3 separate regions of the Mus musculus genome follow, and regions 1 and 3 are each linked to region 2. The links are chromatin contacts, called in public Hi-C maps. All regions are on one chromosome and are shown on one strand. Each heading gives the region's core, a stretch centred on a gene start, on an enhancer-like site or on the middle of the called end of the contact. The rest is flanking DNA. Distances are from core to core; before and after follow the strand shown. Region 1 holds the start of Zfp324 (zinc finger protein 324). Region 2 holds the start of Zfp28 (zinc finger protein 28). Region 3 holds the start of Zswim9 (zinc finger SWIM-type containing 9).

What was found. Hi-C and Micro-C count contacts between places; a contact is called where the count stands out from the background.
Region 1: a contact with region 2 is called in a Hi-C map of B cells, with 5 read pairs. The contact joins the promoter of Zfp324 here to the promoter of Zfp28 in region 2. A contact is called at or near these places in 5 of 39 promoter capture datasets (cranial neural crest, frontonasal cranial neural crest, maxillary cranial neural crest and 2 more) and 1 of 484 Hi-C or Micro-C datasets (B cells).
Region 3: a contact with region 2 is called in a Hi-C map of regulatory T cells, with 7 times the contacts expected there. The contact joins the promoter of Zswim9 here to the promoter of Zfp28 in region 2. A contact is called at or near these places in 3 of 39 promoter capture datasets (cranial neural crest, pre-B cells and second pharyngeal arch cranial neural crest), 2 of 484 Hi-C or Micro-C datasets (regulatory T cells and rod photoreceptor) and 1 of 9 other capture datasets (liver).

What each region holds. Positions count from the first base shown.
Region 1 is chr7:12,963,894-12,967,091 of GRCm38.p6, forward strand. It overlaps Zfp324 (zinc finger protein 324), which reads left to right and starts at 1,945. Exons shown (of 4, transcript NM_178732.4): 1 at 1,945-2,406. The coding sequence starts at 2,323.
Region 2 is chr7:6,382,053-6,384,924 of GRCm38.p6, forward strand. Zfp28 (zinc finger protein 28) reads left to right here and starts at 1,266. Exons shown (of 7, transcript NM_175247.3): 1 at 1,266-1,549; 2 at 2,123-2,214. The coding sequence starts at 1,342. Zfp78 (zinc finger protein 78) reads left to right here. Exons shown (of 5, transcript NM_001025163.1): 5 at 1-553.
Region 3 is chr7:13,277,249-13,280,557 of GRCm38.p6, forward strand. Zswim9 (zinc finger SWIM-type containing 9) reads right to left here and starts at 1,473. Exons shown (of 5, transcript NM_177312.4): 1 at 1,396-1,473; 2 at 1-180. The coding sequence starts at 172. It overlaps Lig1 (ligase I, DNA, ATP-dependent), which reads left to right and starts at 1,578. Exons shown (of 29, transcript NM_010715.3): 1 at 1,578-1,711; 2 at 2,900-2,973. The coding sequence starts at 2,957.

The sequences.
Region 1 (3,198 bases), core at 695-3,194, 6.6 Mb after region 2:
CTTTTGTAGATCAGTCTGGCCTTGAACTCACAAAGACTATCAGCCTGTCCCTGGAGTATTGGGATTTAAGGCTCATACCACCTCAACCAGCCTTTTCTTTCCTTTAAAGAAATTTCTTTCTCTCGTGTGCGAACGAGTGTAGGTGCCTGTGTGCTGTGGCACTCAGTAGAAGGTAGAGGACAACTGGAATGAGTCCATTCTCTTCCATCTGGGGACGGAAACAGGGTGGCAGGCTTGGTGACAAGTGCCTTTAACTTGCTGGACCATCTTACTGGTCACTTTCTTCTCTTGGATTCAGGGCCCCATGTATTTATTCCAGGCTGCTTTTGAACTCACTGTACACTAAAAAATGACTTTGAATTAATTGTCCTTAGTCTTTCTGCAAAGTTCTGGGATTACAAGCATGTACTACCACACCTGGCTTCTTCTGGTGTGTGCGCGGAGACAGGGAGGTGGGGGGGACAGACTCACTCTATAGTCTAGGCTGGCCTTAAATTTGTGACAAATCTCCTGGTGTAGCTTTCTAAGTTCTGTAATCATTGTCTCTTGTCGCCCAGGCTGATCTCAAATTCACACTATAGCTACAGCTGCTCGTGAAAGAAGCTCTGGTCCTTCTGCCTCTGCCTCCTGAGTACTGGGATAGTAGCTGCTACCACAGCCAGCTCTCAACCCACGCTGTTTGAGAACCCACTGTACTTAGGGGCTGCATTAGCCCACCCTTAACAAGAGACCCAAGGAACTTCTATATAGAGACAAGCATACATAGAACTAAGGAACCCAACACAGGAGAAATGAGAATCCTGAAAGAAGATCCCTCACATGCTGCAGAATAGAGAAAAACCTTTTCCTGTCCTCCAATAACAGGGCCAGTCTTCACTGAGACTGCCCTGCCTTTCCAAAATCTCACATATCACTTAGATTGGCCCCAAGGAAATAAAGAATCAATATTGTGATGTGTGGAAAAGAGGGAAGAACAGGTGTCCTAAGGACAAGCAGCCAAGCATAGAAACTAGTTGATGTGCAAGGGTCTGAAATAAGAGCTCGCAACATTGACCTTCACTCTTTCCAAGACTGAGATAGGGGAATAGAAAGAGAGGCCGAAACCCAACTCTGTCTCTGCAGCTGGCCACACAGAGGGAAACTGCCTGAGCATGTTATCTCCGTATGTGATCGCGGTTGGTGTGGAAGTTGCTATGTAGTCTAGGATGGCCTTAAGTTTACAATGATCCTCCTGCCTCTCTCTCTTCTGAGTGCTGAGATTAAAGGTATGCGCCATCATGGATCTGATCTAAGGCTTTTCTGTCTATTTATTTCCCATGCGCATTGGCATTGGTGTTTTGCTTGCGTGTATGTCTGAAAGTGTTGGGTCCTCTGGAACTGGAATTACAGATAGTTGTGAGCTGCCTTGTGGTGATTTGAGCCCGGATCTGCTGGAAGAACAGTCAATGATCTTAACCGTTGAATTGCCCTGGAACTCTCTTTGTAGACCATGCTGGCCTTGAAATCAGAGATCTTGCCTCTGCCTCCCAAGTGCTGAGGCTACAGGTGTGTGCCACCACGCCCACTGCTGCCGTCTCTTTAGAAGGGATTCCCCATACGTTTTTTCTTTTGTGCTCCCAGCTTGTGTCGCCTGCCTCCCGAAATCTCCAAGTTTCCACTTCTGAATCTTCAGGTTTTGGTCCTGGGCCGCTTGCCCAGAGCGGGGACCTACCCAGGAGTCTCTGTTAGTGCTCAGGCCTGGCTGAAACCGGACGGTGGTGGTAAACTTCACTTTCCAGCTAAGGCTGGGAGGTAGGGAGAAAAGATGCTTTGGATACCCGCCATGGATACCAGGAAGGCACCCTCCTGTCATTCAGGCAAGTCAGCAGGAACTACGTTTACCCGAGCATCCGTGCTGTGCATTGGGCCAACGCGGATAGGAGAGGCGGGGCTTCCGGCGGTCTGGGTTGTCACTTTGCAGACTGGCTTAAGGCCACACGGGTGATCCCGATTGGTGCACGAAAGGCCTGGCCGACTCTGCAAATCTCGAGGAGGTTCTGGGGACCCAAGACTAGAGCAAATAAGGATAGTACTCGCAGTTGCCCGATTCTAACCTTGGCTCGGTACACGTCGGCACTGCAAGCCCGCAGCTCTGCCTCCAAGCCTCAGTATTCCCTGTTGGCTCATAGGCTGCAGCGGAGACCGTTAGGGTTGTGCCGAAGCCACGAACTCTCCATCCCCCAGCCGCAGCCCGCCAGGAGTCCTCTGGGCGTACAACGCCCTTTTCTGACCGGGAAACTGAGGCCCAGGCGGGCTGCGCGAGGCCGTGGGCGGGGACGGGCTATGCCCAGGTCTCTCGCCCGTCATGCCCCGCCCCCACTGCAGATTCCGGCGGCGGCAACCTGGCCGCTGACAAATCCACCGCGGGTGAGTGTAGGAATCTTTCCAAGGACCCACCAGGTGTCCTGGCTTGCCCTCTTACTGTACTGTGGGGAGGGACCCAGTTGCTTCCAACATCATAGTCCAGGTGAGTGAGGCGTGCGGGTGTGGAAGCCTCACTTGTGACAGCCAAGTGGGTAAGGTCTGGGGAAAAGTTAAAGGAAAGCACCCACATGTGCAAACGCCAAGGTGAGACTTTTATATTTTGAAGTCTCTCTCTCTCTCTCTCTCTCTCTCTCTCTCTCTCTCTCTCTCTCTCTCTCTCTCTCTCTCTCTCTCTCTCTCTCGCGCGGCTGGCCGCTAATTAGATATGCAGCCAAGAAATGGCCTTGCCCTTCTGGTCCCTCTGCTTCTGCTTCCATAGTGCTAGGTTTTCAGGCATGCTTGAGCACACACAGTTTATTCCGTACTGGGGATGGACCCCAAGACCTTGTGCATACCATGCAAACACTACAAACTTTCATCCCAGCCTGGTATTTAGCAATTTAGACGTGGAATAACCAAGGAAGGGAGGTCTTGTGTGTCTGAAACAGCAGGCAGAGGAATTGGGACTCTGTCCCAGAGGCATCGGAAGACAGAGTGCTTTAAACACAGACTGGACAGTTCCCAGTTAAGATTTTTAAGAGTGATTTTTAAAATTTTTATGTGTACTTTTGTGGGTCTATGCATATGAGTGTTGGTTCCCGGGGAACTTTGTTGTAGGCACTTGTGAGTCATCTAATGTGGACACTGGGAGCTGAATTCATGCCCTTTGAAAGAGCAGCACATACTCTTAACCGC
Region 2 (2,872 bases), core at 16-2,515:
ACTCTCTCAGATGATAACTGAATGACAAAAATAGGCAGCTCACAGTCCTAAATGGGACATTCTTGTATACCTTCTCAAGGGTCTGGGAACATCGTATTAGACGAAGGAGAAAGAATGTAAGAGTCTGAGAATGGCAAGGAGTGCTGTGGAATGGTTTTGGGCATGTTGTGCTCATGAACTCATAGAAACTGATTACCAGCACAAGATTGCTGGTAATTACCAGCGCCGATCAATATTATAGCCATTGATAGAGGAAGGGCGTACCCCTCCACACCTAGCTGAGGAGCTATAAGCAAATGATGGCAGCTGAGAGAGTGGGAGTCATTTTTCTTTGGGGATGTGGCCTCTGGTAGATTGTTCATGTCACACTCCACTGGTATACTGGTAGGCGGCACTAACAGGGCTATATTTAAAAAAAAAGTGTGGTGGGGTGGCAAAAGGAATGTGGAAGTATTGGGGATGGTTGGGAGAGGAGATGTGTTGGATATGATCAAGATACAGTATATATACATGTATGAAACCGACAAAGAATAAACTGCGCTCCCCTCACCTCACCCCGCTTCCCCGTTTCTCTGTGTAGCCCTGACTGTCCTGGAACTCGCTCTGCAGATCAGGTTGGTCTCGAATTCTGAGATCCGGCTGTCTCTTACTCCCGGGCACTGCGATTAAAGGCAAGAGTGAACATATTAAAGAGGCACCGCAGAAGAAAACCTGGGGAAACCTGCAGACCTAAAACTTGGTAGTACATACAGAGGGGCATTTTGAACACTAGGCACTAAAGTCGAGGTGGTCTAGTGGAGAGGTGAAGATTGCAATGGCAGCAACTGAATCCCAAACTGAAAAGTACATGCAACCAGAACCACTGTGGACTTGCCAAAAGCCCGCATTGCCCCAGCCCAATTCACAGCATCCTCCAACTCCCCTTCCTCCAAACAACCTCAAATCGCGCGCCACTAGCCCTGCCGCTGCACTCGTACGCTCCAATTGTCACCAGGACTCCCAGAAGCCTCTGAGGAACTGTTTTGAATTTCGCGGGACTCGTGTTTCCGGCAGGGTCCCGCGGTTCTCCCACAGGGTCTTGTAAAAACCAGCTGGGCTCTAAAGGATTTCTCCGCTGGGGACTACACTTCCCAGGGGGCCTTGTGCTCAAGCAAAGTCCACTTCCGGTGCGTTCCGGAGGAACTGCCTGAGGGTCCGATCTTTTAGGGCGGGGTTGGGCAGGGCGAGGGCGTGGCTGGCGAGGGCGTGGCGGGCGTGGGTGTTGCCGGGGGTGTGTCCCTGAGCAGCGGCCTTGAAGGGTGTCTGCAGCCTGGCTAGGAGAGCGTGCGCCCCTCGCGTGACATGCAGGGAATGGCGAGTGTAGTGTCATGCGAACCCTGGGCCCTCCTGGGGCGTGGCGCCCTCTGCACAAAGGCCAGGCCTGGTGGAGGTCCGGCGGCGGGGACTGTAGTTGCTCCTGGGAGCCCCGACCGGGGAAGGCCGCGCTCCAGGAACAGCCTGGCCTCCCAGGATCAGCAAGGAGCAGTGACCTCGGGGACCGCGCACAAAGGTGAGTGTCATGTTTCTGGGCTGAGTGGACAAAGATGAATCTATTCTGGGTGTGAAGGAAGGGTAAGGTCCGATGGTTCTCGAGGCCTTGGTGCTGGAGATGGTGTCTCTGGGCGCGTGATTGTGATGGTTAAATAACCAATCCTCGAAAGCTCAACTTGAGGCAGAGAAGTCAGGCAGAGGTGCTGGAGGGACGTTGACAACTACAGGGTCAACTTAGTTTAGACTTGTATCCATGTCAATGCTTCAAGAAATGAAACTCCCAGTGCGACAAGAGATGGCTTAGCCATTGTACTTGTTCCTCTTGCAGAGGTTCCTAGCACCCACATAGTGAGTCACAACCATCCCTAACTCCTATTGCAGGGGATAGAACATTCTCCTCTGAACTTTGTGGGCATCAGGCACACACACGTGGTGCACATATATTCATGCAAGTAAGACGAGAAAAGAGACAACCTGATTCCACATCCTACCCTGTCCTTACTCCCGCACAGGGTAATAAGGGTTTGGCATCTCTGCTCATGCACGGTGTAGTCTCGTGTAGATTTGGTGTCTAGTCCTTCCTTTCCTCCAGCTCTGTTTTCCAGAGATACCAACTTCCTCCAGGAGATAAACCGCAAACAGGAAGCTGCCCCTACAGGGACTAGACATAAAGCCAAGTCGCAGGTGAGTCACATTTCCTCTTTGCTTCCTGAAACAGTCTTGCCTTTTCAATACTTAATGGTGTTTATTTTCTGTGAAAAGTTTTCAGTTTAAGAGACCTGTCCTGGGTGCTGTTTCTTCCTACTCCGGTGAGTGATGGGCTACAGGGCTAGCTTCAAACTGATTCTCTTTCCTTTTCATCCCAACTGTTCCTTCTTGGTTGAAGAAATGATTCATCCCTTTCATTGTCCCATTTATCTCAGAAGGGTTTTTTTGTTTGTTTGTCTTTTGTTTTGGATAAGGTCTATCTACATAGCTCTGGCTGCCCTGCAACTCACTATGTACACTATATAGACTAGGCTGGTCTTGAACTCACAGAACTCTGCCTGCCTCTTATGAGTGCAGGAATTAAAGGTGTTTCCCATCATATTCTTCTGATTCTTATGTTCAGAAACGCTGCAGTGCTTCCACCTGGTTTCTATGATGCTCACCTTGGAGGAGAAATATATTGTGGTTAAGGCTTGCTTAGGGGGTTGAAGAGAGGGTTCAGTGGGCAAGAGTACTTCCTCTGGAAGCACAAGGACCTGAGTTTGAATCCCAAGTGCCTGTGTAAGAAGGGAAGTATGTTCCTGTAGACTGGAATTTCCAAGCAGAGGCAGATACATTTATAGAGCTCTCTGGT
Region 3 (3,309 bases), core at 223-2,722, 6.9 Mb after region 2:
AGGGGCTTCGTGCCACACGTGTGGAGCTCTTCACCGAGAAGACTACCAGTCGCTGCTGGCACCACTTGTCGAAGAAGCGGCTGAACTCAGCCCAAGAGAAGAAAGTTCGATCCAACAATTCCTGTTCCTCCTTCTGCACGGCTGCGCTCGGTAAGGGCTCTGTCAGCTCCATCCTGGGACCTTGAGTAGAAGTGGGGAGAAGAGCTGGACATCAGACCCATCTCCACCTGGGTTACCACAATTTCATCATCAGACTGTCTTATCAGCTACTGCTGCCTCAGGTACGTCTCAGACAAATCAAAGTGGTTTCATTGTTTGCTTTCCAGATAGGAATCTCCATCCCATTTTTGTGGTTCACCTGTTGCCTTCCCAGATTCAGTTGGCATTTAATCAATTTCAATCCTAGTTCCAGTTGCCTTAGATGTGACCTCTAGGTACAAATGGAATCAGTTCTACATATCTTGCCTTTAGCTCAGCTGTGAGCATCTTTGCAAATGTATTCCCAGCTTCTTGCTAAGATTTCTCCTTCTTCCAGATGTGAGTCCTATGCCTGGTGATAATATCTAGTAGTCCCATTCATCTGTAGCTCCCTTTCCCACAAGTCTACATTTGAGTGTAACTCATATCTACTCTCATAGCTAAGGCATGAATCTCTCATCCCAGTCATAATCCTCATACACCTTTCTTCTCCCTAGGTGTATCAAATGTGCAGCTGTTGCCCCTCAGATATGACTGCCTTGAACTGCTACTTTGATCTGTGTTTTTTGCTTCCCAGAGATGCTCTTATCTCCAGATGTGCTGCCCATGTCCAGTCAGGGATCATTCGCCTACAGGGGTGTGGCCCACTTGTGGCAAATTCAACTCAGAAGTGTCACCAATAGTCATCTTTGGTCCATACTCCTAAGACTTATTCTCCTCCTGGGCCAAGTTGCAGTCCCCTCTTCCCAGAAATTGCTACTATTCTCAATGTGTATCTTCGTTTTGGACACGGCGCCTTGTCCTCAGATGGGCTTCTTCACTACTAATGCTCCCCCGGGCCCCCACGTCCCGCTGAGCCTCTTGTCCCTTGCACAGCCCCTTTTATCCAGTTCCCACCTCTCGAGACTCTCTCAACCTGTCTCTCCGCTGCTCCTCCCGGCCTGACCATCCCACATAGCGGTGCTTCTCCACTCCTAAAGCTGTGCACCCTTCCGGCCCCCTCCCCCTCAACTCACCTACCCAACCCAAAGCGGCGTCCACCTCCCACAATGCCTCGCGCCCAAGCCCAGCCCGGCCCTTGCTCCCGGGATGCCCCGCGCGGTATCCCGCCTTTCTTCCCCTAGTGCCTGGCAAGGTGGCTTTCCACCAACCCTTCTCTTCTCCCCGACTGTCACCCTTACGACCTCGCAGGCTCACCGGCTCATCCACAGGGAGGACAGGCTTGGGGCCGCTTCCCAGCATGCTGTGCGGGACAGCGCCCCTCCCTCTCCCCACTCTGTCCCATTTCTAGGCTGCCTCACGCTCTAGAGACTACAACTCCCAGCAGCCTCCGGGCGATAGTTGCGGCACGCGCTACTCGCAGGCCCCCGCCCTTGCTCGTCTCCGCCCCCTCCCGCCAAAGTGCGCGCGAAATCTGTGTGGCGCGAATTTGGGGATTTCGGGTTTGCGTCTCTGAGCGAGCGAGCGAGCGAGTGAGCGAGTGTGGCGGCGTCCGGCAAAGTGATTTGGAGAGGCAAGTGGGGACGTGGGCACGGGCTTGGGGCTGGGGTCGGCGAGAGTGCCGAGCGCTTGTCGCCAGTGAGCTTTGCAGGTTCCGGGTGCGGCCAGCGGAACGGGAATGGGGACGTCGCGGCGACCGAGGGCGCAGGAGAGAGGGCAGCAAGGAGCCGTGTACAGGGAGAGCCACTGGCTGACTGGCTGACTGATTGACTGGTTGACCAAGGCCGCAGGAGTTTTGGTGTCTGCGGAGGACTGGTGGCGGCTTGGAAGGGCGTGACTAGGGAGAAAGCCTGGCGGTGGGCGTGGCCATCAGAATTAGTGGCGCCAAGAGAAGAGGGGCGGCCTGGGGCCGGAAAGGAAGGCTTGAGTGTGGTGTTTCACCCTGGACGCCTGCTATCAATCGGTGTGGGATGCTTGGTGTTATGGGACGCTTGTAATGAAAGCAAGGTGACGTCATTGGTCAGATAGTGGTCCGATTTGAAGACTAGAGAAGCTTGGCGCGATGAGTGTCAGGAGCCAGGGAAAAGGTGAGCTTGGCTGCCAGAAGGGGCACGGATGGGATAAGACTGGAGATCTGCAGACACTTAGGGGAGGGTCAGGTCTTGTTGCTTAGTGTATATGGAGTTGAAGAGGCAGAGAAACTTGAACAGGGAGGACAGAGGGAAGTTGTCAGGGTGAGGATGGACATTTGGAAAGGGAAGCTGGCCTTTGGCATTTGGCAGCCAAGGAAGGCTTCAGATATAGCTTAGTGGTACAGTGTTTTCCTAGCAGCAACAGACCCTGCCTGGGTTCTATCTTCAGTAATATAAAGGGGAAGGGGGCAGATAACGAAACTTAACTCTCAAAGAATAAAAATGTGAAAAAAAATAAATGTCAGTAAAATTTTCTCATTCTATGGAGAGCAGTCACCATTAAGATAGATCCACCTGTATCTATCCCATAATGCTGGGTTTACAGGCATGTACAACCATGCCTGCCTGACATTATTATTATTATTATTATTATAACATGGGTGCTGGAGATTCAAACTCATGTTCTCTCTCTCTTTTTAACAGCAGGCACTCTTACCCACTGAGCCGTCTCGGCAGTCCCTGAATACACTTGTTCTTTTATTTCCTTAAGAGTTGTGTTCCCCTTTCCCCCAAGTCTTAGTCTCTGGCACAGCCAATATCCTTAGCTGGTCTTTGGATTTCTTTTTCAGGTACAACTGATGAGAAAAAAAGAGCAAGAGAGGAAAGGAGAGACTTCTGCTGCCAACATGCAGAGAAGTATTATGTAAGGCCCCTGCCATGCTCAAGGCACTTTGTGTTGTGATGTTTCCTGGGAAAATGAGAGCTAACATTCACCCCAGATAAGGGCATTGATGACAAGCCAAAGAAATGATTCCACCAAAATTTAGCTTAGTAAAACAATTGAGTTATATGGTGTTACCTATAGGAAAGCTGATGCATCAGAGGCAACTACATCACTCCTAAGCTCACTTCAGCATGGGTGATGACTTCTGAAAGTTGCATCCCTGGAGCTATCTGCTCAACCTGCAGGCAATTCCACTGAAGAGACCCCTCACCCTCAGCAATTGCTGAACTACTTATGTAAACCTTGGGGAGGGGC